Linked DNA regions of Mus musculus: all the other regions are linked to region 7. Evidence: chromatin contacts called from public HiChIP or PLAC-seq and promoter capture Hi-C data. All regions are on one chromosome and are shown on one strand. The core of a region is the stretch at or near the end of the contact, and the rest is flanking DNA. Distances in the headings are between cores, read along the strand shown. Region 1 holds the start of Eva1c (eva-1 homolog C (C. elegans)). Region 2 overlaps Eva1c (eva-1 homolog C (C. elegans)). Region 3 overlaps Eva1c (eva-1 homolog C (C. elegans)). Region 4 holds the start of Urb1 (URB1 ribosome biogenesis 1 homolog (S. cerevisiae)). Region 5 has its middle 3.7 kb from the start of Gm36169. Region 6 overlaps Urb1 (URB1 ribosome biogenesis 1 homolog (S. cerevisiae)). Region 7 holds the start of Hunk (hormonally upregulated Neu-associated kinase).

What was found. Promoter capture Hi-C pulls out the DNA fragments that hold promoters and counts their contacts. HiChIP or PLAC-seq counts read pairs in DNA pulled down with a chosen protein or histone mark.
Region 1: a promoter capture Hi-C map of stem cell-derived epiblast-like cells shows a contact between it and region 7, with 19 times the contacts expected there. The contact joins the promoter of Eva1c here to the promoter of Hunk in region 7. A contact is called at or near these places in 17 of 39 promoter capture datasets (the 3T3-L1 cell line, the C10 cell line, the HPC-7 cell line and 11 more), 5 of 484 Hi-C or Micro-C datasets (embryonic stem cells and stem cell-derived neural progenitor cells), 16 of 115 datasets of contacts at active chromatin or transcription factors (T-cell acute lymphoblastic leukemia, astrocytes, bone marrow-derived macrophages and 10 more) and 1 of 9 other capture datasets (adipose tissue).
Region 2: a contact with region 7 is called in an H3K4me3 HiChIP or PLAC-seq map of embryonic limb bud, with 4 times the contacts expected there. The contact joins the enhancer-like site here to the promoter of Hunk in region 7. A contact is called at or near these places in 4 of 39 promoter capture datasets (cranial neural crest, frontonasal cranial neural crest, hematopoietic stem and progenitor cells and 1 more), 4 of 115 datasets of contacts at active chromatin or transcription factors (SST interneurons, T-cell acute lymphoblastic leukemia, embryonic limb bud and 1 more) and 3 of 9 other capture datasets (embryonic stem cells, liver and pancreatic islet).
Region 3: a promoter capture Hi-C map of cranial neural crest shows a contact between it and region 7. The contact joins the enhancer-like site here to the promoter of Hunk in region 7. A contact is called at or near these places in 3 of 39 promoter capture datasets (the C10 cell line, cranial neural crest and hippocampal neurons), 7 of 115 datasets of contacts at active chromatin or transcription factors (embryonic stem cells, kidney and stem cell-derived neural progenitor cells) and 1 of 9 other capture datasets (embryonic stem cells).
Region 4: an H3K4me3 HiChIP or PLAC-seq map of neural tube shows a contact between it and region 7, with 6 times the contacts expected there. The contact joins the promoter of Urb1 here to the promoter of Hunk in region 7. A contact is called at or near these places in 16 of 39 promoter capture datasets (the 3T3-L1 cell line, the C10 cell line, the HPC-7 cell line and 9 more), 2 of 15 datasets of contacts at CTCF or cohesin (pro-B cells and stem cell-derived epiblast-like cells), 15 of 484 Hi-C or Micro-C datasets (the HL-1 cell line, cranial neural crest, embryonic stem cells and 7 more) and 17 of 115 datasets of contacts at active chromatin or transcription factors (T-cell acute lymphoblastic leukemia, astrocytes, cardiomyocytes and 12 more).
Region 5: an H3K4me3 HiChIP or PLAC-seq map of forebrain shows a contact between it and region 7, with 4 times the contacts expected there. The contact joins the enhancer-like site here to the promoter of Hunk in region 7. A contact is called at or near these places in 13 of 39 promoter capture datasets (the HPC-7 cell line, HPC-7-derived erythroid cells, cranial neural crest and 8 more), 4 of 15 datasets of contacts at CTCF or cohesin (embryonic stem cells and stem cell-derived epiblast-like cells), 22 of 484 Hi-C or Micro-C datasets (the HL-1 cell line, bone marrow-derived macrophages, differentiating embryonic stem cells and 3 more), 21 of 115 datasets of contacts at active chromatin or transcription factors (craniofacial prominence, differentiating embryonic stem cells, embryonic basal ganglia and 11 more) and 4 of 9 other capture datasets (adipose tissue, embryonic stem cells, liver and 1 more).
Region 6: an H3K27ac HiChIP or PLAC-seq map of epiblast stem cells shows a contact between it and region 7, with 6 times the contacts expected there. The contact joins the enhancer-like site here to the promoter of Hunk in region 7. A contact is called at or near these places in 8 of 39 promoter capture datasets (cranial neural crest, embryonic stem cells, frontonasal cranial neural crest and 4 more), 5 of 484 Hi-C or Micro-C datasets (embryonic stem cells, gonadal supporting cells, myeloid progenitors and 2 more), 16 of 115 datasets of contacts at active chromatin or transcription factors (T-cell acute lymphoblastic leukemia, craniofacial prominence, embryonic basal ganglia and 8 more) and 1 of 9 other capture datasets (embryonic stem cells).

Annotation. Positions count from the first base shown.
Region 1 is chr16:90,829,115-90,832,441 of GRCm38.p6, reverse strand. Eva1c (eva-1 homolog C (C. elegans)) reads right to left here and starts at 1,583. Exons shown (of 8, transcript NM_001199210.2): 1 at 1,010-1,583. The coding sequence starts at 1,169.
Region 2 is chr16:90,881,232-90,884,147 of GRCm38.p6, reverse strand. All of the region lies in intron 4 of Eva1c (eva-1 homolog C (C. elegans)), which reads right to left. Among named protein-coding and RNA genes, the nearest start is that of Gm36363, 32 kb to the right of the region's middle. Within about 2 kb of position 1,592, at least 50 of the 459 cell types and tissues checked have an H3K27ac peak or open chromatin away from gene starts, as enhancers often do. A contact at or near this core is called in embryonic limb bud, where this site is marked.
Region 3 is chr16:90,853,626-90,856,670 of GRCm38.p6, reverse strand. The region is part of intron 1 of Eva1c (eva-1 homolog C (C. elegans)); the gene reads right to left. Among named protein-coding and RNA genes, the nearest start is that of Gm36363, 4.0 kb to the right of the region's middle. Within about 2 kb of position 1,645, at least 7 of the 459 cell types and tissues checked have an H3K27ac peak or open chromatin away from gene starts, as enhancers often do.
Region 4 is chr16:90,808,878-90,812,198 of GRCm38.p6, reverse strand. Urb1 (URB1 ribosome biogenesis 1 homolog (S. cerevisiae)) reads left to right here and starts at 1,786. Exons shown (of 39, transcript NM_029497.1): 1 at 1,786-2,000. The coding sequence starts at 1,859.
Region 5 is chr16:90,672,142-90,675,428 of GRCm38.p6, reverse strand. No RefSeq gene overlaps it. Among named protein-coding and RNA genes, the nearest start is that of Gm36169, 3.7 kb to the left of the region's middle. Within about 2 kb of position 1,703, at least 15 of the 459 cell types and tissues checked have an H3K27ac peak or open chromatin away from gene starts, as enhancers often do. A contact at or near this core is called in adipose tissue, forebrain and hippocampal neurons, where this site is marked.
Region 6 is chr16:90,778,412-90,781,700 of GRCm38.p6, reverse strand. It overlaps Urb1 (URB1 ribosome biogenesis 1 homolog (S. cerevisiae)), which reads left to right. Exons shown (of 39, transcript NM_029497.1): 17 at 52-190; 18 at 1,328-1,498; 19 at 2,460-2,653. Among named protein-coding and RNA genes, the nearest start is that of Urb1, 30 kb to the left of the region's middle. Within about 2 kb of position 1,725, at least 35 of the 459 cell types and tissues checked have an H3K27ac peak or open chromatin away from gene starts, as enhancers often do. A contact at or near this core is called in epiblast stem cells, where this site is marked.
Region 7 is chr16:90,385,013-90,388,143 of GRCm38.p6, reverse strand. It overlaps Hunk (hormonally upregulated Neu-associated kinase), which reads right to left and starts at 1,747. Exons shown (of 11, transcript NM_015755.2): 1 at 1,428-1,747. The coding sequence starts at 1,688.

The sequences.
Region 1 (3,327 bases), core at 334-2,833, 440 kb before region 7:
AAAACGGTAGCAAGGGGGTTGCTAGAGTCTGTGCCCAGCCTGAGCTAGGCAGAAGGTCCCAAGAGAAAGGATGTAGGTAGAGATAGATGCTTCTTGGGGTTGATGGAGAAAGATGCCGAGCACATGGAGATCCGGGGCGGTTGCAGTGGTAAAGACATTTGTCACTTTGAGCATGGATTCTAAAAACCATCCCCACAACTAACTGCCACCTGCAGCCTTGCCTCACACCTTGCTAAGGTATTTTGCTCAGAGGTCAGGTAGGAATTCGCCAAAGAGCACATTGATCTTTGACTTGGCAGGAGAAAGTCGTGTGTGTGTGTGTGTGTGTGTGTGTGTGTGTGTGTGTGTGTGTGTTGGGGGGGGGGTGCTGCCACCTTTTGTTGGAGAGTCATGCCTCTGAGTCCAGTCTCTGTTCTGTCAGCTTCTATCAGTCTCCGGGCATCTCCACCAGACCTCCAGTCTTCCCAGGCTCCCCCCCTCGAGGCTGGCTTGGACTTTCTGTCCAACGTGCCCTGGACAAGTCTCCTTACATGGGTACCCTGGAGTCTGGTTGGGACGCACCCTTATCGTGTGAGTGGCCAGCCAAGTGCAACCCTTCGTCCAGACCACGGCAATCTTCCAGAGTTGGGCGTGGTACCGGGCTCAGCTTAGGGGTCCGGGCTCAGCTTAGGGGTCCGGGCTCAGCTTAGGGGTCCGGGCTCAGCTTAGGGGTCCGGGCTCAGCTTAGGGGTCCTCTGGTGAACATGCAAAGGTCAGGGCTGCGTCGCCGATGCCCAGGAAACTAACAAAAGTCAAGAGAGCCTAGAGAAACTCGAAATAAGCCCGGCCTTAATAAGGGCTGACTTCCCTGCTACCACCACCTAGATGCCAAGGGCTCCCACGAGGCAAGATAACTAGTTAGGGAGAACACTTCAACTTTAATCCAACCAGGTAGTGCCCCATGCAGAGGCCACTCACCTGGGCAACAGCTAGGGGAACGCGGGCTCGAGGCAAGCAAGAGCGCTCTTACCAGAGAAATCGGTGAGCGCGGAGGTCTCTTTGGAGCACACTAGGACCGTGCAGTAGAACAGGCGCAGAAGCTGCCCCGGAGGCTCTACCTGCCTGCGGAGGCCCTGATTCTGCGCCGATTGGGGCGCGGGTGGTGGACGCGGGTGTCCTGGCAGGAGCATGATGCGCGGCGCGGCTGGGCGCGGGCGCTGGCGCTGGGATCGCAGGCAAGGAGGACCGCGTCACATGGCGGGGCGAGTCTGTAGCCACCAGCTCCCGGCCCCCTGCCGCCTCCTTGTCCAGGCTGCTGGAGCTTCTTAGGCGGTCGCCGCCGGGTCCGGGATCCCCAGCCAAGGGGAGGGGGCGGAGACCCGGGGCGGGGCGAGGATCCCAGGGAGGCCGAGGCGTAGTTTCTTCAGAAGAAATCTTCCTGGCTCCATGAACCTAGGGAGCCAGCCTAGGGAGTTTAGGGGGTGTCACCTCGTGCTCCGGAGCTTGGCCGAGGCCGATCGGGGGCGCCGAGCCCAAAGCGGAGAGCGTCTCCAGCAGCGACCCGATGCTGCGCAGCTTGAGCGCTTTCCACGCCGGTGTCTCTAGGCGGGGTGATGGTCAAGAGCTGCTGGCTCAGCTTGCGCTGGCTCGGCGCCAACCTCACCCAGGCCGGTGGAGCAGCGCGGCTGGTGCCCGTCCGTGACGCACTTTAGAACCAAGGCAGCAGCGTACAGCCCTGGCTAGAGGGGAGCGGAGATCGTGGGAAGGGGGGTGGGAGGTGAGGTCCCGGAGATAGAGACATTACCGTCTCTGCCACCTTCAGCGCTTGTTGTTCAGCCACCAAGCACGCAGTACGTCTGATCGCACTGAATGGGAGACTGGGTCCTCAACTTTCTGCCCACCATAGAAATCTGCCTAGGCTCTAGCAGTCCGGACCTGAGGGAGCTGGTAGTCTCAAACCAGTCACGAGGCTCCGAGCCAGGTTCCTTTTGCTCGGATGGAGCTTCCTGTGGGTGCTAGTTGACAGCAGCCCTCGGGGATCTGAAACTGGGCTGGAATAAACAGCGGCTGAGCGCTTATAATTGAGCTTTGTTTTAAAATGGGCCACGGCATCTATATGACCCTGTTGACTACGTGCGGTGTCTACGCATTTGGACACCCGTAGACCAATAGATCGGTGATGACACCAGGGACGATGAGCGGGAGTCCAGAGCTGCGGGGCCAGGTGCTAGGCACTCGAGAGACCCCAGACCTAAGAACAGCGCAGGCGTCCAGGCCCCGCGGCGCCGGTGGGAAGGAGGAGGGCCCGGCGGGCGGGCGGGCGCTCGGCACAAAGTGTTCCCCATCCACCGCCGGGAGGGCTTGCCAAGTTCACCCAGCGCGCCTGACGCGGAAACGTAGATAATGAGGCCCAAGGGCGGGTCTAGGCTTCCAGCCCCGCCCTGCTCTGGGAGCAGAGCTCAGAGTGCGGAGGCCAGGCCAGCAGAACAAGAGGACACTCTGCCTCCCTGTGGCACTGTCTCAGAGCTGGACCACTAGATTCTAGGAGGATGACAGCCACACATCCTTCGGGGGGCTAGGTCGCCCAAATTGAGATCCTGAGGGTGGGAAGAAAATGCTAAATACTGGTGTTTGTATGGAGAGACCCAGTTTGCATAGCCTTGGGCTGGAGAGATGGCTCAGCGGTTAATAGAACTTGCTGCTTTTCCAGAGGACACTAGTTCAGATTCCAGCACCCAGCGCTGGCAGCTTGCAACCACCCTGAATCTCTCTCAGGGGACCCACGAACTCGAACTCTACTCTGCCCCCCCCCCCACACACACACAATCTTTTTTAAAAACACAGCCTCAATAATCATGGGATATAAGTTTAATATGAACGTCTTATGTTGGGTAAACTAAGGCTGGAAGAGTAGGTAAGGTTGCTCAATTCACAAAGACCACTGGAGAAAGAGTGTGCAGACCTCGGGTCCCTCCTATTCGTCTATCTTATCCCCTCATCTAGATCTAGATTGGCTACCAGTGTGTGTCAGGTTCTTTGGCAGGGCATGAAGATGCGGGCCCAGTAAGGGAACCGTGCTCCCTGAGGGATGGGGGCAGGCAGCATTGTGCTGTTGGGGCTGTAGAAGCTTCCAGATGTCTCTGACACTGTGAGTGCATCTCCATGCGTCCATATTGTCAGGCTGTGACCAGGTGATGCAGGAGATGTGTGTGAAACAGCCTGAGACACACAGAAGGTATTCGGTCCACGGGAGTCATCACTATACCAGGGAAGACAAGACCTTGGACCAACCACACCAAGTGAATGAATCCTCACAAAAGACAAGGAGCTTAAAGAGCACAGGAGAGT
Region 2 (2,916 bases), core at 343-2,842, 500 kb before region 7:
CGCATAATAAAGCTTAGGGCTACTAATAATAGTGTTTTTAAAAGGAGACCTAAGCTGGGCGTGAGATCGGTTGGGAGATCCAGTGGGAGTTGAATGGAGGCAGTATGGGGTGGATCAGAATGTACTGTATACAAGGGTATGAACATAAATAAATAAATAAATAAATAAATAATGCTATTTAAAGAAGCCAATAGCCTGCTCTATGTAGCATGTGGGATATTTGCTGTAGGAAAACCATTCAAGGGTTAGTTACTCTCTACTCTGCTAAGAGCTTAAAAAATTATGAACTCAGTCAATCAGTCAATCAAGGGGAGGAACCAGGAGAAAGGCTAGAAACAATGTATACCAGTACAATGTACACATTGTATAGACATCCATAATACAAAGAAAGCAAATTAAAGCGATATTAAGGAAACCTTCAGGAAAATAGAACATCAGACCACTAAAGTTGCAGGGCAACCCAAAAGTTGTGCCTCACTATTTACATATGCAAATTGGTACACTAGTGCTTGTAAGAACTGGTAAGTTTATACATATAAGTCAGGAAACACTCTGATGATATAAACAAGCCCCACCCACTTCTGATATAAAACATGTGGGAATTTATTCCAAAGAAATAGCCCATAAAAAAAAACCTGCCAGCACGCACTCGCCTACAAAATGTGTTCTGAGACTCAGAAACACAAGACCCTCCCCATAAGGAATCAACCCTCTAGGCAAGATGGTAGGCAGTGTTGGTGCCTTCTTGGCCCCATGGACAAAGACCCTTGCTATAAAGCTAAGGGAAAGGAGGCCAAAGGATAATTACAAACTTTCTTCTTAGCCATCTGGACTTAGAAGAAACCCAGAAAAATAAGTATCTTGTCATTTGATGGTCAAAGCTGTAGCTGAGTCTTATTACTATTTATTACTGCTTGATGTTGCTATTGTGTTTGTGCCAAAGACAATGACGATGTTTTTAAAGGTCTGAGAAGTATCTTCCTCCCAGTCTTTGAATGCTGAAGCCATGCTGAGCTATTGGGGAAGCCAGAATGGTCTGTGACCACTATGTGCCTGACAGGCCATCGCATCTCCACCAAAGCACGGGCTCGCAGAGGGGTGTGCTGAATCTAAAGCACGTGGACCTGCCAGACTTCAGCTCATATGCATAGGAAAATACACAAATGAATCTGGAGAGCCAGATGCTCTGGGACGCCAACCCCAGAGCTCCCCTTTACAGGGCCCTGATGAGAACCAGCTCTCAGCTCTCCTGCACTCCTCCATCTGAGCCAGCGCCAGGTCTAGGGTAAAGGCCAAATGCGCCTTCCCCCTTCTTCAAAGCCATGTGCCTGGGCTGCAGGAACGTCTGGGAACAAAGTGGAGATCACACACACACACACACACACACACACACACACACACACACACACTGGCAGCCTGTGGCCCGGATGTGGCCTTGTAGGCATGTTGTCTTTGGCTTATTCGGTGTTTTAAAAGTTGGAACATTTCACATTAAAAAACAACTGGATTTCCAGCATCTTAGGAGAGCTTAGAGGCTGTGATAACACAGAGCCCACATCCCAGCCTGCAATCCAGAGCCAAGGATGGGCACCGAGCCAGGCTTGCAAGGGGCCCTGATTCATTCACCCACCGAAGGTTCACAGGGCACCCATCCTGTGACAGGCAACGCTCTGGTTGCTGACACAGTCCCTGCAGAGCTCAGCCTCTCGGACGAAGAGCCACCTACTTATTTCATGGAAGTTTTTACTGAGAAGGCAGAGTTTATAACAACAAGGCTCTGTTCTGAAAGGTGGTAGGGAGGTCTCTCTGGTGTCCATCAAGGTGGTTCCAAAGAGGTGTGACAGAGCTGGCCACATATGGTGACAGAACAGCCAGAAGTCATGAGGGAAGGGGATAGAGAGGTACAGGACCACAGCTGGCTTCTGTGTCTAGTTACAATGGGCAGAATACAGGATTTTACACAGTGGGGGTGTGGCCTGCTTAACTTAGGTGAAACCTTCAGATGCTGCTCACTGGAGAAGGGAGGGAACCCCATGGTCCAGATGAGAGATGCCCTGAGTGGGCTGGGAGCCAAGAGGCCAGACTGGAGATATGCAGTCACCAGGGACAGGGAGGAGGTGGATGGGCCACCTGGGGAACAGGAAGTGTGTTTTGTCAGTTGGGTGACAAAGTTTATTATACAAAAGGGACGAACTGAGGAGTTTCTAGGGAGTACCTTCCAGGTACACGCAGCAACCGTGATGAACATACACCTGTCCGAAGAGCAAAGGTTTCTTAGCATCCAGATTGTCAAAGAAACGTATTAGCCAGCAAAGGCTAGTGTCTTCTAAGAGATTTATTTATTCTTACTTTACCAATGTGAATCAAAATGAATATATGTATGAACACCATTTTTAAATTTGGGGAAGGTGGGCAGAGGGGTGAGATGCACACCTGAAAAGAGGCAGAGGTCAATATTAAGTGTCTTTGTCTTTTGCTCTCTACCTGTCTTCCTTCCTTCCTTCCTTCCTTCCTTCCTTCCTTCCTTCCTTCCTTCCTTCCTTCCTTCCTTCCTTCCTTCCTTCCTTCCTCCCTCCCTCCCTCCTTCTCTCTCTCTCTCTCTCTCTCTCTCTCTCTCTCTCTCTCTCCTTTTTTCTCTCTTTTTGACAAAATCTCTCTCTCTAAATCCAGATCTCATCAGTTAGCTAGACTGGCTGGCCCCTAACGCCCAGGCACCCTCCTGTCTCTGCCTCCCAGTCCTGGGCTTTCAGGGGTGCACCCTCACACTTGACTTTTTCTAATGAGATTGCTAGGGACCAGAGCTCAGGCCCTCTCAGGTCCTCAGGCTTGCGTAGCACCTCACCACCAAGCCTTCTCCCCAACTCTGCGTGTCTGGTTCTGCCCCAAGGGATGAGTACAGACTTGAGGTTTCCATGT
Region 3 (3,045 bases), core at 396-2,895, 470 kb before region 7:
CAGCATCACCCCAAACAAACAAAAACCGTGGCTACGTGGCAGAGTACTTGCCTAGCATGGTTGAAGCCATTTGGGAGCCATCTCTGAACCCTTTAGAAAAAAGGTCCGAAGATAAAGAAACTACACCCATCTGCTTGTTTCTTAGATACCTGAGGGAGATGTCACACGAGGTCATGGGCAGCAACAGTAGAAATTACAATTCTTAAATTCAGTTCTGGCCAAAAAGCTGACCAGATAAGAAGAGGACACCTGAAGCTTGGAGCAGACAGGTGCTTTCGGCATGGGAGGAAACCCACCTTGTTTCTAGTGGTTTCTAGGGGCCAGGGGGTCTGTCATCGAACTGACCAGCAAACACTGGGGCAATGGGAAGAGGGCAAAGGAGATGTTTGCCACTTGGAAAGCTGAGCCACAAAACCTGTCGTGATGGGACACCTCTGTTCTTGCTTTCCCACTTGCTGTCCTACATGGACAAAAGCTAACTGAGACCCCAAAGGATGGGGCTGTACCAAGAGGGAAGGAGCCTGGATCCTTAAGTGATTACACAGAGTAAAGTTTCCTTGATTTTCCAATCTCACAGAGCAATGGCCGGAGCAGGAACTAACCCTCCATTCTGTTCTGCCACCAGGGGTTCTTGGTTGCAACAGCTAGCTTACGTTGTATCAAGAATCTGCAATCCTTACAGCAGTGGCTTACCTTAAGTAAGCCGCTGGTCGGATTTTGAAAAGTAACAGCATTAATGGCAGGTGAGATTTTGAAAAGTTACTGTTTTGTGATGGTGTTCTAGATCCCCATTCCACTAACTCCTGTAAAACCAAGACATTAACCAATAGCCCACCCAACGACCAGGTAACTTCCTGGAATGCTAGGAGTTTGTTTCACCTGCCCAAGGACTAGTAACTTCCTGAAATGCTGGGAGTTGTAGTTCTTAGGAAATAACAAAGCCACATGGGAAAATATGGTGGCCATGTTGGTTTGTCCTTAAAAGCCTCTGTAACACATGCCCCAGGGCGACTCAGCTGGAAATTCCAGGGAGTGGTCCTTAACAAAATCCATCCTGGTCAGTATTTAACTACAGCTTGCTTCGAAATTGACTCCAAATTGTGGAACTCGGTTTTCTCCGGCAAATCTCAGGATTAACACTTTCCAAAGCCTCATTGGGGAAAACTTTTCTTTGAACTACGACAGGGGACTGCAGAGATGGCTCACTGGCTAAAGAGCATGGGCTGCTCCTGTGGAGGACATAAGTTTGGCTCCCAGCACACACACTGGTCAGTCCACAGCCTTCTGTAACTGCAGCTCCAGGAGATCCGACTCCCTCTTCTGGCCTCCTCAGATGCCCACACGCATACACAGAGACAACCACATATACATCTATGAAAAGTAAAAGTGAATTTTTAAAACAGCTTGCTTCTGGGTCGTGTTGGCTTATGCCCGTAGACCCTGCTTGAATGGGAGGAACTTGGCAAGCTTGAGGCCAGCCAGGTATACACAGTGAGTCCCAGACCATCCGGGGCCACGCAGCAAGCTCCCTTCTGAAAATAAAACCGAAAAGAACAGACAACAGCAACAAAGACCGTGCTGCAGGGGAGCCACAGATGAAAGGAGTTAAGTTACAGCGGGGGGAGAAGGGATGAGGTTTCACATGTTAGCCTCCAATCTCGATATTCACTATGCAGCTGAGTTAACCATGACATGAACCTCTGATGGAATGCCAAGGAAACTGAGCATGGCGAGGAGTGGGGACTGAGTACCACAGTGTTCAGAGGCAGGTTACTAAGCTTAGGTAATCTCATCGTAGTAGCACCTCCTGAATGCAATACCGGCCGCTATATAAGAAGGCAACGAGGCTCGACGAAGCAGACGCACCTGCGCCTGTGATGCCCGATGGTAACTCAAGCTTCCTCCAGCAAGGAGATGTTAGCACCAGATGTTGGCCTTTGACCTTGAACTGAAACTACGATCCATCTAATTTTTTTTTTCTGTATATGTTTATACCCAGCTTGAGGTATTTTGGTGACAATATTTAAAAATGAACTAGTAAGATAAAGACTGAAAAACAAAGAGATTGGCCAGCCAAGGTTTGTTGAAAAGAGAAAACCTAAGAGGGGGAAGAACAACCAATATCCTAAATGTTCTGCTTTCAGGCTTAGTGTGAACTCAGGAACACAGCATCTTAGAGAGGGGGAGAGGCTCAGCTTCACAAGGGAATGATGTCATGGGCCACTTGCCTCCAGTTTAGGGATGCTGAGAAGACATGCATATTCACACATACACACAGAGAGAGGGGGATTGTGGGATAGGGAGGGGAGAGGAAGAGGGAGAGGGAGAGGGAGAGGGAGAGGGAGAGGGAGAGGGAGAGGGAGAGGGAGAGGGAGAGGGAGAGGGAGAGGGAGAGGGAGAGGGAGAGGGAGAGGGAGAGAGATATGAGGTTTTCAAATGCCTGATGTCAGTTCTCCGGCACCCTTCCTCAACACAACAACTATTTTCTTTGACAATAAAACTGCTTGGTTGTCTTAAAACCAAACAATCTTATTGCCAAAGGCACGGACTTTCCCCATATGCTGTTCAATAACACTCAAAATTCAAGTATTCCCAAATGTCTCAATGTGGAAAGAATAATCGTAACAATTACCGGCTTCCCCATGATGGGAGCTCTTGGTTCTGTGGCTTTTGCCGAGGGGGCAGCATGCCACAGCCAGCCGCACTGCCTCCCCACCCGGAGGCTTTCTAACACTTCTGTTGGTTTCTTCTTCTGTGTCTCTGTGCACTGACCCACTGGTTTAAGGACATGCTTCCCCTCTGTACTCACATATGTCTTAAGTGGATGTTTTCTGCATGGACAGCCACATATATGCAATAATGCATCACTCTAAAACAGAGATGCAGGCTAGAGAGATGGCTCATTGGTCACAAGCACGTGCTGCCCATGCAGGGGATTCGAGCTCAGTCCTCAGCACTGTATAGTAGGGTGCCTCGTATCTGCCTGTGACTCCAGCTCCCAGGATCTGACGCCTTCTTTTGAACTCCTCAGCCACCCAAACCAGA
Region 4 (3,321 bases), core at 537-3,036, 420 kb before region 7:
TTCTGAGTAATTACTTGCCATCGGGTATCCCTTTATCTAAGGCTAGGATGGACAGGGGCAGCTTCTATGTAATTGAGGCTAGGATCCTGAGTACCCTGGTAAGTTCCCTGGTCTCACTAATTCTTGTGGGTTTAAAAAATATTTTGTGAGCTGTGTGTGTGTGTGTGTGTGTGAGAGAGAGAGAGAGAGAGAGAGAGAGAGAGAGAGAGACTTGCCACAGCATGCATGTAGAGGCCACAAAGCAATTTGTGAGAGGAGGTCTCTCCTTTCACCGTGTGAGTTCTGGGGATTGAGCTGAGACCATCACCCTCCCAGCCACACCCCCACCCCCAATTATTTATAACTTCCACTAGTACAGAGAGATGATAATTTCCCCCAACATCACATAAGCTAAACTCAAGGCTTTAGACTGTTTCTTCCTTCTTCTTGCTGCCTTTTGTTTGGGTCCTGGTGAGTGTCAACATGGGCAATTGGTCACAAGTCGGTCTTCAGCCTCTTCTCTCAAAATTATTCATGGTTTTAGTCATCTTCATTTTTCTGACAGGCCCGGGACCTAGGGATTCCCACAGATGCAGTTGTTTCTGTAGGCTACAGGCTCAAAGTCAAAGGCAAGTGTTGTTGTTGTTGTTTGTTTGTTTGTTTTTCTCTTAGGGACTCTAAAATCATAGGAGTGACAGGGACCACATTCTTAGATGCTTAAAAGATACTTGCTTCCAAAAGTGTGCCTTATTAGACTAGAAGAATATGACAGAGAATTTCAGAAACCATCGATTTCCCAACTAACAGGCTAGTTTGGAATTTTAAATACATACCAAGATATTGATAAGATCTGTTTTTTTTAATTATGCAACTGACTGTTTTTACTTTCCCACATTTTTGCCAGAGCATTGAATGCAGCCTGTAAATCAACAGCTTACAACAAATAAAAACTGTATCGTACTCTCTGTCCCCTTAAAGCAGTTCTTTAAACATTACATTACTTGCCGTTCTCCAGCCCAGGACTGGGGAGAGCCGGCTTTGTTGTCTCCTTTTTAACGAGGGTGCTGAGATGCGGGCACTGTCCAAGGAGGTTTTCTTAAATGCTTGCTTTCTTTGATCGCCCCTGGCCTTCAGCACCACAGAAGGAGTGCATCAAGGTTTGGGGGAAGCAAGCGTGGATGGAGGTTACTTGAAATGACATCTAACCAGCCTAGGCCTTCTGGCTAGGGTTGTGACAAAAACTGGGGATTCAGGGTTACGGACACTCTGGACCACATTCCCAAGCTAGGGCTTTTCAGAGGTAAGTCCACCTGATGTCAAGCCCTCGGGAATTCACCCGGCTTACACTTACACGCAGGGGGCTTGAACTGAGGAAGTATCAATCTCATGAAGTTGTTCAAAGGATATCATTAAAATGCTCAGAGATTTTTAAATATCTGAGCTCTTTGTGCTGCTCTTTGTGGGTCTGGGAGTTCTTCCTGCTCAGGGAGTTGCGGGAGCAGGGGAAGCATTTTGATCCATCTGCCCCAGATTGTTGCAGCTAAGGGCGGGTATGTGATTTTTCTTTGCAGGCAGAGCACAGCCAGAGAACCCTTGGGGAAATCCCAGGCCCTACAGGCCCCACCCAAGCACCAAGCCACGCCCACACCACCCAGAGACACGCCCCAGAAGGCCCCGCCCCCAGGTGTTCTACCTTCTCCACGCCCCCTTCAGCAGGCCCCGCCCCTTCCGCCCTTTCTCACCCGAAGACCGGCTCTTTTACCGGCTTCCCCTCATAGGCTCCGCCTTTCCTTCCAGTCCCGCCCCTTCCTTGCCGCCGGTGCTTCCGGTCGCGTGGGTTTTCCGAGGGTGCCGTTTTGCTGGCCCGGTGGTTTGGGCCATGGGGGTCCCCAAGAGGAAGGCGTCAGAGGGTCCCAGCAGCGCGGCGTCCCCCGCTGGCACAGTCAAGCGAACGCGAGCGGAGGAGTTCACGGGCGTGCGGTTCAAGACCCTGCTGAAGGATGCGCAGGGCCCAGGACCGGGTGAGTGGGAGCGGACTCCTCAGCTTCGGGGCAGTAGCCGGCACAGCGGCGCCTCGGAGCCCGGCTCGGAGTTAGTCAAGAATAGTTCAGTGAGATAGCTTGCTTGGGCTGTCAGTAGCCGTTCCCATAGTAACCAACTGTCAACCCTGATAATGGCGGGATGTCACGTGTAACAAGTTCCATAAGGACCTACAACTAAATCGAGTGACTAGGATTGTCCGGACCGGTAACCGAGAGGGGCCAGATTCTGTAATTTAATTTCACTCGCTGCAGAGTGTGACACCACTTCACAACGACTTCTAATCGTGCAAGGAGTACATTGGTTGTGAGGAGAACCACAGTTGAACATGTTACCATGTTCAGACGTCAACGCGGTGGTAAAAACAAGACAGCGAAATATTTCTCTTAGGTTAACAAAACTACAAAGTTAATAAACTATCGCAGGGCTTGATGGTTCGTGCCTTTAATTCAGCACTTTAGAGGGAGGAAGAGGCAAGAGGATTTCTGTCAGTTGAAGGCCAGCCTTATCTTCTTAGAAAGTGCCAGACCAAGTACACCTTGACTTCCAACATTAGAAATATTTGAAGATTAAGGATAGAATTGGTGCCATCCTGACAGTGTCATGTTGGCAGAGCACTCCTGACTGCTGCTGCTGCTGCCAGTCCAAAGAAGAGTAAGCTGTCCGTCTCCCTGAACTGCCCTGGGCTAACTCAAGCCAGGGGACTCGGTAAACACTATATAGTGAGACCCTGACTCAAAAAGTATTCTCAGCTAATGTTTTTCTTACAATTTTTATTTTTAAACGTTTGGTGCCTCGCCTTGGTCGTTTGCTTAGAAGATGACACCTTTGCTAGCACAGAATTTAGCGCCCCACACACTTATTCGATATTTAATTGCAGTTGCTGTTTGTTAGGTAGAGATGTAATGGGCGAATAAAACCCTGGCACAGGTCTTGCCATTGCAAATCTGATAGTTTGGGAAAGCAGGTGACCAGCAAAGTCACATAGTCACGGGTCTTCCAGAAGGAGCCAGCTATCCATTGTGCCTAATGGGCCTGGGACCTTGATCTGTGAAATCAAAGAAGGCTTCCCCAAGGAAGCAGGTTTTTCATGAGTTGTAGAATTGTATAGGGAAAGGAGCCTTCCTGGCAGAAGAAAAGCGCCAGCTCGGTTCCTGAAAGGCTTCTGTCTACATTTCAGGGGACAGCTAGGTTGGCAGGTACATGACTAATGAAGTGATTGAAAGACGTTGCGAAGCTGAAGTCAGTGGGTGAATGTGGGAGTTTGGAGATTTTTATTTGACTATAATGTCAGGATTTTTC
Region 5 (3,287 bases), core at 454-2,953, 290 kb before region 7:
AATCAGGGAGTGACACGTCCTAGGCGGAGGATAATTCTCCTGAAAAGGGACGGGGTTTCACCATTCGCTCTCTTGCTCTTGCTCTCTTGCGCTCTTGCGCTCTGGCTCCTAAAGATGTAAGCAATAGAGCTCTTGCGCTCTTGCTCTCTGGCTCCTGAAGATGTAAGCAATAAAGCTTTTGCCGCAGAAGATTCCGGTTTGTTGCGTCTTTCCTGGCCGGTCGCGAGAACGCGTGTAAGAACATAGGTTCGTGTGCTCACAGATAAGCATGGGGGATAGGGGCGATCAGGAATGTTAAACACACCAGGTTTTCTCTTCAAAGAGAGCAATGCATCACCTGTTGTCCACCCAGAAGGCTGGGAGCAGACATGGTGACTTCTGTGTCACTGAGACCACCCCAGATCCCTTATCGTGAGCTTGTCAGCCAATAGAAACCATCTTTATATAAAGTGTCACATGTCATCAATTTATAGAATGTATCTTTATGGGAGATGCCGCACGTACCTTACACGGAGTTCAGTGTAATTGTGTCCTAAGCTTTGCTGTGTACATGGGATTGAGTTAATTATCACCAAACGGTGCTGTTTAAATACACCTAAAATAAACAAGTTGGGGTCAGACTCTAGAAGTTGATCCAACACTGGCTACTGAGTAGTGTCAAACTGAACTATCTTCTTACTCCTTTCGGTTACCTCTGTTGTTGTGGTCTCCAAGATCCTGACACCACCATGCCTTCCTCTCCAGTAGAATTATCCTCTCAAACTGTGAGCCCAAGAAGATTTTTTTCTACCTTTAAATTGATTCTTGGTGAAAGCAACGAGAAAAGTAGTGTCGGGATGCAGCTTAGTGGGAGAGGGTTTGCCTAGCGCACAGAAGACTCTGGGTTCGATGCGCAGCATCAGAGAGAGAGAAAGTAACAATACAGGGGGCAGAACATGACTCTTGCAAACCCGACCGTGTGGCTCATAGGTCTTTGAATCTGGTTTGCAGATGAAGTGTGGGAGCGTTTGGAGCTGTGGGTGAGAGAGGCCCCAGAATTGCACGAGGAACTTACGGGACCACCGTTGTGGTGGGAGTGTGGAGGACTGAATGCCTAGGGAAGCAGACAGCGGAGGTCTGGGTCTTGAGGCTCAGGAGGGTTCATAGGGAAATGAGGGTTCTGTTGGGAACTGGGCCAGAGACATTTCGTCTTACATTCTGATACAGAGTGTCTGCAGACGTTCTCCCACTACACGGAGAACCCGAGTGAGGCTCCGCCTCCTGTTCTGCTTTCGAAGGGGGCGGGGCATTTGTTAAGCAAACCAGTCTATGGGTTTGGGACAGAACGATCTCAAAGGGTCCATTTAATTTATCGCGATCATAACACTATGTAAACTGGCAAAAGCTTCCTGAAGTGCAGCCCGTCTCCAAGAGCAGGCCTAACGTCCTGAGAGTGCTGCCAGGTTTAACACTGGGTGGGTGAGTCTTGGCTTTCAGAATGTACTGGTGCTGAAGGATTCGGCTACAAAAAACTCTTAAAGCCATACTGTAGTAAACGAATTTCCTTTCTGATGCTCTGGCCTGCATGACCAAAGTGTCTCGTTTTAGACAGAGAGCTACAGTGTGGAGAAATTTGCTGGAAAGCACTCACTACTGGGTCTGAGAACTCGGCCAACAGCCACATCTTTCCAGCCATTTCTAACAAAGGGAGTGTGCTGACTGCTTGGCGCCCTCTTCTATGGCAAGGGACACCTGGTGTTGAGAAATGCAAGCACATGGCTCAGCCTACAGAGGGCCCTTGATGGAGTTATAATTAATGTGCCATCTGCCACCTTCAAGATTTAGTGGCACAGAAAATGCTCACCTTTATGACGAGTTCTGAAAGAAGAAAGAGAAGGTCAAAGTTCCTGGCACGTTTGAGGGTCACAGAACGTTGTCCCTGGGTTGCAGATAAAACCCAGGGCCCCGGCAATGCTGGTACAGTGCCCTATTGCTGAGTCACCCACCCTGCCCTTAGAATCTGGAGACCCTGCTAAAAACAAACCAGGAAGATTGTCTTCAGAAAAATGCATGGCCACAGCTCTACAGAAATGTCGGTAAGCAAGTTCAGGAGTATGAGGAGGGGATGGTGAGAACAGGAAGACATGAATTCTGGCACAAGCCTTAAGCAGTGAGGCCTGGCACTCGCTGGGTTATGTGGGAGTGGCTGTCCGATTCCCCGGACCCACTGCCAAATGAAATCACTGGGGTCCTTGGTTCAAAAAGTACTAAGACTTTTGAGAGGACAGTAACAGAGTATGGAACCAATCTTGGGTCCACCCCGATGCTCAATAAGGAAAAAGCCACAGTGAACTCTCAGGTATTTCTAAAGCCATGGCCATACCAAATAGAAGTCCTCCTTCATAAGTGTCTATGACCTTGATACCTTGGTATTACAGTGCTCTTTTATGTCTCAATATGAAGCTCATATTTACGGTAGATTAGGGGGAAATAAAGAATGTGTTATGAAGTTTTTGACCCCTGGGAAGAGATCATAGACTCTTAAAAGGGGAAAACCACATGAAGATCATATATATATATATATCAAAAAAGAAGACAACAACAGAACCCAAATAAACAAGTGCAGAACACCCAAAGCCACTCCATGTCCCTCCCTCCTGATCTGACACTGATTGTTAAAGTCTATGGCTGCCCCTCACCACAGACAACTGTGGACAGACTGTGGACAACTGGACAGACCATGGACAACTGGGATAGAATGGCAGAACACAACTTATTTGTCATCCGACCACGTATCTTGGCAGGTGGCTCTATACAAAGCCACCTGCGCAGGGCTGTCTCTCTAAGGAGAACATAAAATATGATCTCTTTAACACCTTTATATTTATTTTAAAGTTATATTCATCACCTGCACAGCTATGAAGAAGACACTTTCTAAGAACTGTGAAACATAGTTTGTGTCCTTGACTTACCTCCCTGCCCCCACGTGTCTTCCTGGGACTTTTAACCCCAGAACAGTTCATCCTGTCTTTACCATCATCTTTCTAGGTGAAATGCTGACCTGCAGTCTGGGGAGTGTCCCATTTCCACCATCTGCTGGCTTTGACAAAGACACTCGTTATTTGTAGAAGCTTGATTTTTTTCTTTTCTTTTCTTTTTTCTTTTTTTCTTTTTTTTTGAACATGCCTCACATCTTGGTAATTTCCTCTGTGGTTTCCAAGATAGAAACTATGAACACCATGTTCTAGGTCTTCCTTGCTGTTGAGAAGTAGCATGGGATTTAGGCCTCACCCACTAGGTGCACATCC
Region 6 (3,289 bases), core at 476-2,975, 390 kb before region 7:
GGGCTTTCTCTTGTTGCCATTTAACTGTCTTCACCTGTCTTTTATGTTCAGATTTTACTGACACTGGTGATGAATCCTTACTCATACACGGACAAAGCTTCTGAGTTTGTCCAAGAAGCCAGCACCCTGCAGGCCTCTATGGGGAAGCAAGATGCAGATGATGTCAGCATCCCCATCTCCCATATTGATGGTAGGTCTCATGCCCAGAACCTCAGGCCACGGTTAGACAGAGCAGGGCTTGTGCTGAGGCTTTGCTCAGAGCACAGACAACTCAGTTCCTTGTGAGAAAGATGAGCCACTCTGGAAATGAAGCCATCTCACTTACAAACTGGGCCATAAAAGAGGAACTTAGCGCTGTGTTCCCGTGTGTGTTGTCTACCCTTGACAGATGTCAGAAACCTCGTTAACAGCTCTAAGGTGAGGACGGTATTGCTTTTCTCTAACATACAATTCAGAGAACTGGGAACAGAGACCAGATCACTTTGGCTCTCGCAGGTTCTTCCGTGCAACTCCAAGATTTGAACCTGTTCACCTAGCAGTTGATGGAAACAGATGCAGAGACTCACAGACAACCATTAGTCAGACATTGGGGAATCTTGTGGAAGAGGGGGAGGAAGGATTGAAGGAGCCAAGGAGTCAAGGCCTACACAAGAAAACCTTCAGAGTTAACTACTCTGGGCCCATAGGGGCTCACTGAGACTGAACCATAAACCAGAAAGCATGCACGGAATGGACCTAGCCCTCCTACACATATGTAACAGATGTGCAGCCTGGTCTCCATGTGGGACTCCCAACAACTGGAGAAGGGTCCACCTCTGATTCTGTTGCCTGCCTTGGGATCCCTGTCCCCTAACTAGGCTGCCGATTCTAGACTCAGTGGGTAAAGATACACCTAGTCCTATTGCAAGTTGGTACGCGAAGGCGGGTTGATATCCATGGGAGGGTAGGTGAGAGGGAAGGACTGGGAAGAGAGGAGGGAGGAGAGAGAGAGGTTTGAACCTAAGTGCCCAATTGCTGTCTATGCTGTAGCCCTCTCAGGTATCAGCTTGCTTGTCTGAACATGGGTAAAGTTCCTCAGCTTTCGGTACCACCTCAGGGGAGTAGCCTGCACTTTGTCAAATACCATACCATAAAGTCTGTAGACCTTGTCTTCACTTGTTCAGGCCCAAACTCTGGGAAGCATTTTTCCTCTAGAGAAGTCTGAAAATGTGTTCATTTTGTTTTTCTCCTTTTATAAACATTCTCTTGCCTCTCCCTGTGTTGGGCTGTTTCGAGGAGGATCCTCTGATGGCTCCTACTTAAGCTTGCCTCCCCTCTTCTGTCTCAGATGTGCTGGACATGGTGGACGTCCTGGTGGAAGGCAGCGAGGGCCTGGACGAGGATATTGGGTTCTTGTTAAATGAAGACATGATTCTGCTCACCTTCCCCTTCAGTGCTCTGGTCCCTGCAGCTCTGGAAGCCAGGAATAAGCTGCTCCTTGGGACAGACTGTGAAGCAGGTACCTGTGCAGGTTAGGGTGTCTGTGGGGGTTGGCGTTGGGAATGCTGGGGGCTGAAGTGCTAAGGGCCAGCGGTCAGATTCTCCAGTGATGGACATACCCTGTAGCTCAGCTCAGAGCACAGGGCGGCTGTGAAGGCTGTTTACACAGAGCACAGGGCGGCTGTGAAGCTCTCAGCTCAGAGCACAGGGTGGATGTGAAGGCTCTGTTTACACAGAGCACAGGGCGGCTGTGAAGGCTGTTTACACAGAGCACAGGGCGGCTGTGAAGGCCGTTTACACAGCTCCATGGAACAGCCATAGCTGAGGTTTTCTCGCCAGCACTCAATCCTGCTGTCAGGGTAGCGACGATTCTTGGCTGTGTTGGGTTTCCTGAGTATCTTAAACCTGAGAGCACTCACAAATCATAGCGGTCTGGAGAGCCCACACTTCACCACAGCCAGGAGCCCGCATGGCAATAGTTTGAGGGTAAAAAGTCTGTTTCCTGCCAGACCTTGTCATAGGCCAGAACAGGCCAGGTGGCTTTCCTGGTGGTGGTTTTCTGGGAAGTGGCCTAGGGATCTAGGCTCTTCCATCTCATAGCTATGCCATATGAAGGCATGGTTTCTATAATGGTTGGGCAAGGCAATCCTGGTTATCCTAGAGGATTTGGAGAGGGACTCGGAGAGGCCTGTGTGCCACGACAGAAGAAGGGACAGGAAAGCCACCTGCAAGTCCTTGGCACAGGTAGCTTTGGTCTAGCTGTATATATACCTAGGTTTCCCCTTGCAGACCTGAGGACCTGGTTTCAAACCATGTGCTATGTACATACACACATACTGAAATAGAGCCTTCCCACATGGGCATCTGACCCCTCATGGAGCTGCTGCTCCTGGGTCTGATGTGAATATGGAAGGGCATCAGGTCAGTATCTCAGAAGCAACCTCACTGATCCCTAACCCTGCCCGCCCGTCTCCTTGCAGGGGAAAGCATCATGGCATATATGACTGCAGTGTTGACCGACCTTCTCCATACCCAGAGGGACCCCCTAGCTCTGTGTCTTCTGCTCCAGTCTTACGACAAGTTTGAGCCTGTTAGCCTGCTCTGCGGTCAGCAGCTTGCCCAGTTTCACAGATACTACAGTCTCTGGATTCCTGCGCAAGCCCAAGAGGCCTTGGTGAGCTGTACTCACTGCCCCCTGAAGTCTCTTCCCTTGGTGCAGCTGGATGTGTAGCTGGGCGGGCAGCTGCAGGGTCCAGATGCTGTGCTGGGCAGAGTCGGGCCTTCACCTTCCTCTGTCCTCTGCTTACGTGAGGAATGACAGTCATGTTGTCACTGCTCCCTAATGACAGGAGTGCCTCGTCACTGCTTCTGCTTGGCCTCATCCTCCTTTTCCGTCCCATATAAAAGAAGTTTTTATCTCTCTGTCTTCTGGAGACCCTAGTGTTCTTAGCTAATATGCCTGCCCCTCAGCACAACCCATGAGCTCCGTACAGGGAAAGGAAATGGGGCGATGGGGAGGATCTGTGGAGTGGGATTCTTGCTCGGATGCTGTGTGTCTACACACTGGGGCAGAGTCAACCTTGCTGTGGATTTGAGTGGATTCATTCCATCTCAGCTATGCTTAAAAATGCAGACAGCGTAGGGCCTTTTTCTTATGATGGCAGCCATTTTGGTGGTATTCTGTGTGTATTTTAAGCCATTTGATCCACTACCTCTGAGAGGCAGGCCAAGACTGATCACCCTTTATATACACGTGAAGAGAGCTTGCACCAGCAGTTAGCGATGGGACAAGGTTTAGTCAGTCTGTTTG
Region 7 (3,131 bases), core at 498-2,997:
ATCACTGATGTGTGTCCGGCAGACAGCCCACTGCGCACCAAAAAGTAAATAAATATTCCCTTACTCCACTGAGAACAACTAGGACGGGTCTAAAGAGTTTCTCCTTTGAAGAGCTAATGTGAGTTCATACTGAATGCTGGGTTTTTTTTGTTTGTTTGTTTTTTGTTTTTGTTTTTGTTTTTTTGTTTTTTGTGGGTGTTTTTTTTTTTTTTTTTTTTTTTTTTGCTTGGAAATTCGGGCAAGAGACACTTGAAAATGACTGCTCGGTCTAACCCTGCTTACCCAGTATAAAGGGGCACCCCACTTGGAATGGCTACAGAAAAAGAAGATAAAGTCAAAGGGTGATGGAACCCAGTGCTCAAATGTAGGGGTTTCCAGGACAACAGAAACCAAGAGGAAATCAAAGGTATCCAGAGGCTAGAAAATGACTAGTGTGGTGGCCCTGGCCTGTCACCAGACTTCTCACAGTTCATCACTGTCACAAACCCCTAGGCTGGGCAAGGAAACCCAGAGCAGCAGGCCCGAGGGCTTGGCCCTTGGGCTATTTGCTGCTAGGACCGGCTGAGTTCCCCTCCTCCGCCCGCGCGGACAACCCCCAGCCTGGGTGATTAGAGTATTGGGTCCCTACAAAGATACCAGTTTGGCAGCCCAGAGCAATTCCCTGCCTGAGGCCACCCAGCCTCAAAAGTAAGTCAGCTTCTTGGGTTTCTTTTCACAAATCTAAGTTAACACCTGAGATCTGCCCGCACCCGGCCTGGCAAGAGTTCACTCTCTCACTTCTAATTAGGTCGAAGTAGAGTCCCTCCGGGTGTGGGGGAGGGGCCCCTTTCCTTTACTGTCTTCTAGAAAGATGAAAAGGTATCTGCAAACTTCTAGAGTCCAGGGCCTGTGTAGTTCTGCACCTGCCAAAAGCAGGATCGTTACTCCAACAGTTGCCCCAGCCCACACGGGGGGAGAGGGGAGCTTACAGGGCCCCAACTCCCCTCCACGTCCTCGCCTGAGCCCAGGAGGGATGAAACTCTAAGCAACCTCAGACTGGCTGCCTTGCTCTCCCGCCGCCGCACATTCCACAGGCAAAGCTGAACCCCAGCCTGGATCTAGTTCCCGCCTCTGCACTGATCCATGCCCCTACCGCAGGACCCTCCACCGCCACCTCTCCCCTCCCTTCCCTGGCGTCCGCCAGGCGGCACCCTTCCAAAACAAAACAGAAAGACGGTGCGGGGTAGCTTCGCGGGTACATCTATCTGCCCGGGTACCCCACCCCACGAACGTGAGCCCATCACCACCATCATCCATCAGTAGGTGCCCGGTGGCCCACTAGGAGAGCCTGAGCGTGCGTCTAGCCACACTGGGTTGGAGAGCCAGGCTGAGTGCTCGCGGGACAGTGCTCCCGGGTCCTCCCGCCAGGCCCGCGCACCCCAGCTCACCTTTTCTCCCGTCAGCACGTGCAGCCCCTCGCGCACCTTGGCGAAGGAGCCCTCTCCCAGCTTCCTGCTGCCGATGAGGTAGTTGCCCACGCGCTTGTGGTGCTGGAAGTCCCGGAGCCGCTCGCGGGACACGCCGCTCACCCAGGCGGGCAGGAAACTTCCCTCGCAGGCCGCCGCCGGCCTGGTCGTGTCCTCCGCGCCTCCATCGCCCCCCGGTGCCGCCGGCTCGCCCAAGAGCCCGTCCCCCGCCGCTGCCGGCATCGCGCTCGCTCGGCTCCCGCGCTCGCAGCCGCTCCTCCTCCGGCTCCCGGGGCTGCCCTGGCTCCTCCTGCCGCCGCCCTGGACCCGGCCCCGCCCGGCCCGGGTCTCTGTGCTCACGCCCCCCGCGCCTCTGTGCTAGCGCCGCGCGCAGACAATAGCTGGCGACCGGGCGACCGGGGACCCGCCCCCGAGAAGTTCGTCCTCCGAGGATCGATCGCCCAGATCGCGCCCGCGGTCCCGTCTGGTGCCCCGATCGGCTGTGAGAGGGAACAGCGGCTGCTGGTCCGAGAGGGGCACAGTCCGGTGGCGGAGTCCCCCAAGCCCGGGCGCCGCCGCCCTCTGGCCCGCCGGGTCCTCAGCGGTGCTCCCCGGGGCCGCTCCCGCCGGAGAGGAGCGCGCGGCGGGCTGCAGGCGCCCTCTGGAAGGCAGCAGAAGAAAGCCCCATTCAGTTTGAATTTGCAGAAATTTAATCCGCTCGCGGGCGGCGGGGACAGAAGCGAGCTCCACTCCGCAGCTTGAGCACTTTCAAATCCCTCGTAGCCCCTCCTTCCTTCCCCGCGCGCAACAGCCGAACTCGACCCTCGCTGGAGAGGGGAGGGGAAGGGAGCGGCGGAGTGGGCGGCGAAGCCACCTGAGCGCCAGACAGGGGGACCCCGCGCGGCCGCGTAGACGCGCGCTCCTGGGCTGCCCAAGACCTGCTGCCTCCCGGGGTGCGGATCGCGCAGGTTCTGAGCTTGAGCTTTCTGGCCCTTTCGAGAGTGAATGTCCTCACCAACAGCACCCACCATAGGCAGGGGAAAGAGAAAGAGAAGCTTTGGACTGTAGCAGAGTTGGATACCCAACCCAGAACCTGGCACACAGTAGGGACTATGGAAGATGGGTGGGTGGGTACCTAGCAGGCTATGTGTCGGGGCTCGCACACATACTCGATTGCTGTTGTCCGTGGAGAAGCAGCCGCCACAGCTAACAGTAGTGGCGGCAGCGTAGGAACCAGGGCGTTTGCTGCTTGTGCGCGTTCGTTTGCCCCCTCTCTGCTTTCCTTAGAGATGATGTATTGCAGGGTGAGCCGGACCGGACCGGACCGGAGCCTCACTGCTCCTGAATGCTTTTATTCTGCGGGCTCTGTGAGTGCACTGATTTCACCTAAACAATAAACATAAACAGCCTGAGACACCTACCCATTATTCTCCAGGATCCCCAATATATTCCTGAAGCGAAATGAGAGACACACACACACAAAAAGGATGCGGAGAGGGCTTTCCAAAATGCGACCTGTTGAGGTGCCCGCGTCTAATGCAAATTTAACCTCTGATCACACATCATCTGAGCTCAAAGGGAGGATTCGGTCCTAACAAAGTTCATTTCATTGTTTACCCCGCAGTAAACAGTTATGACATCATCGATCCACATTTATGCTCTGAGGTGGGGGAGGGGACACAGCTG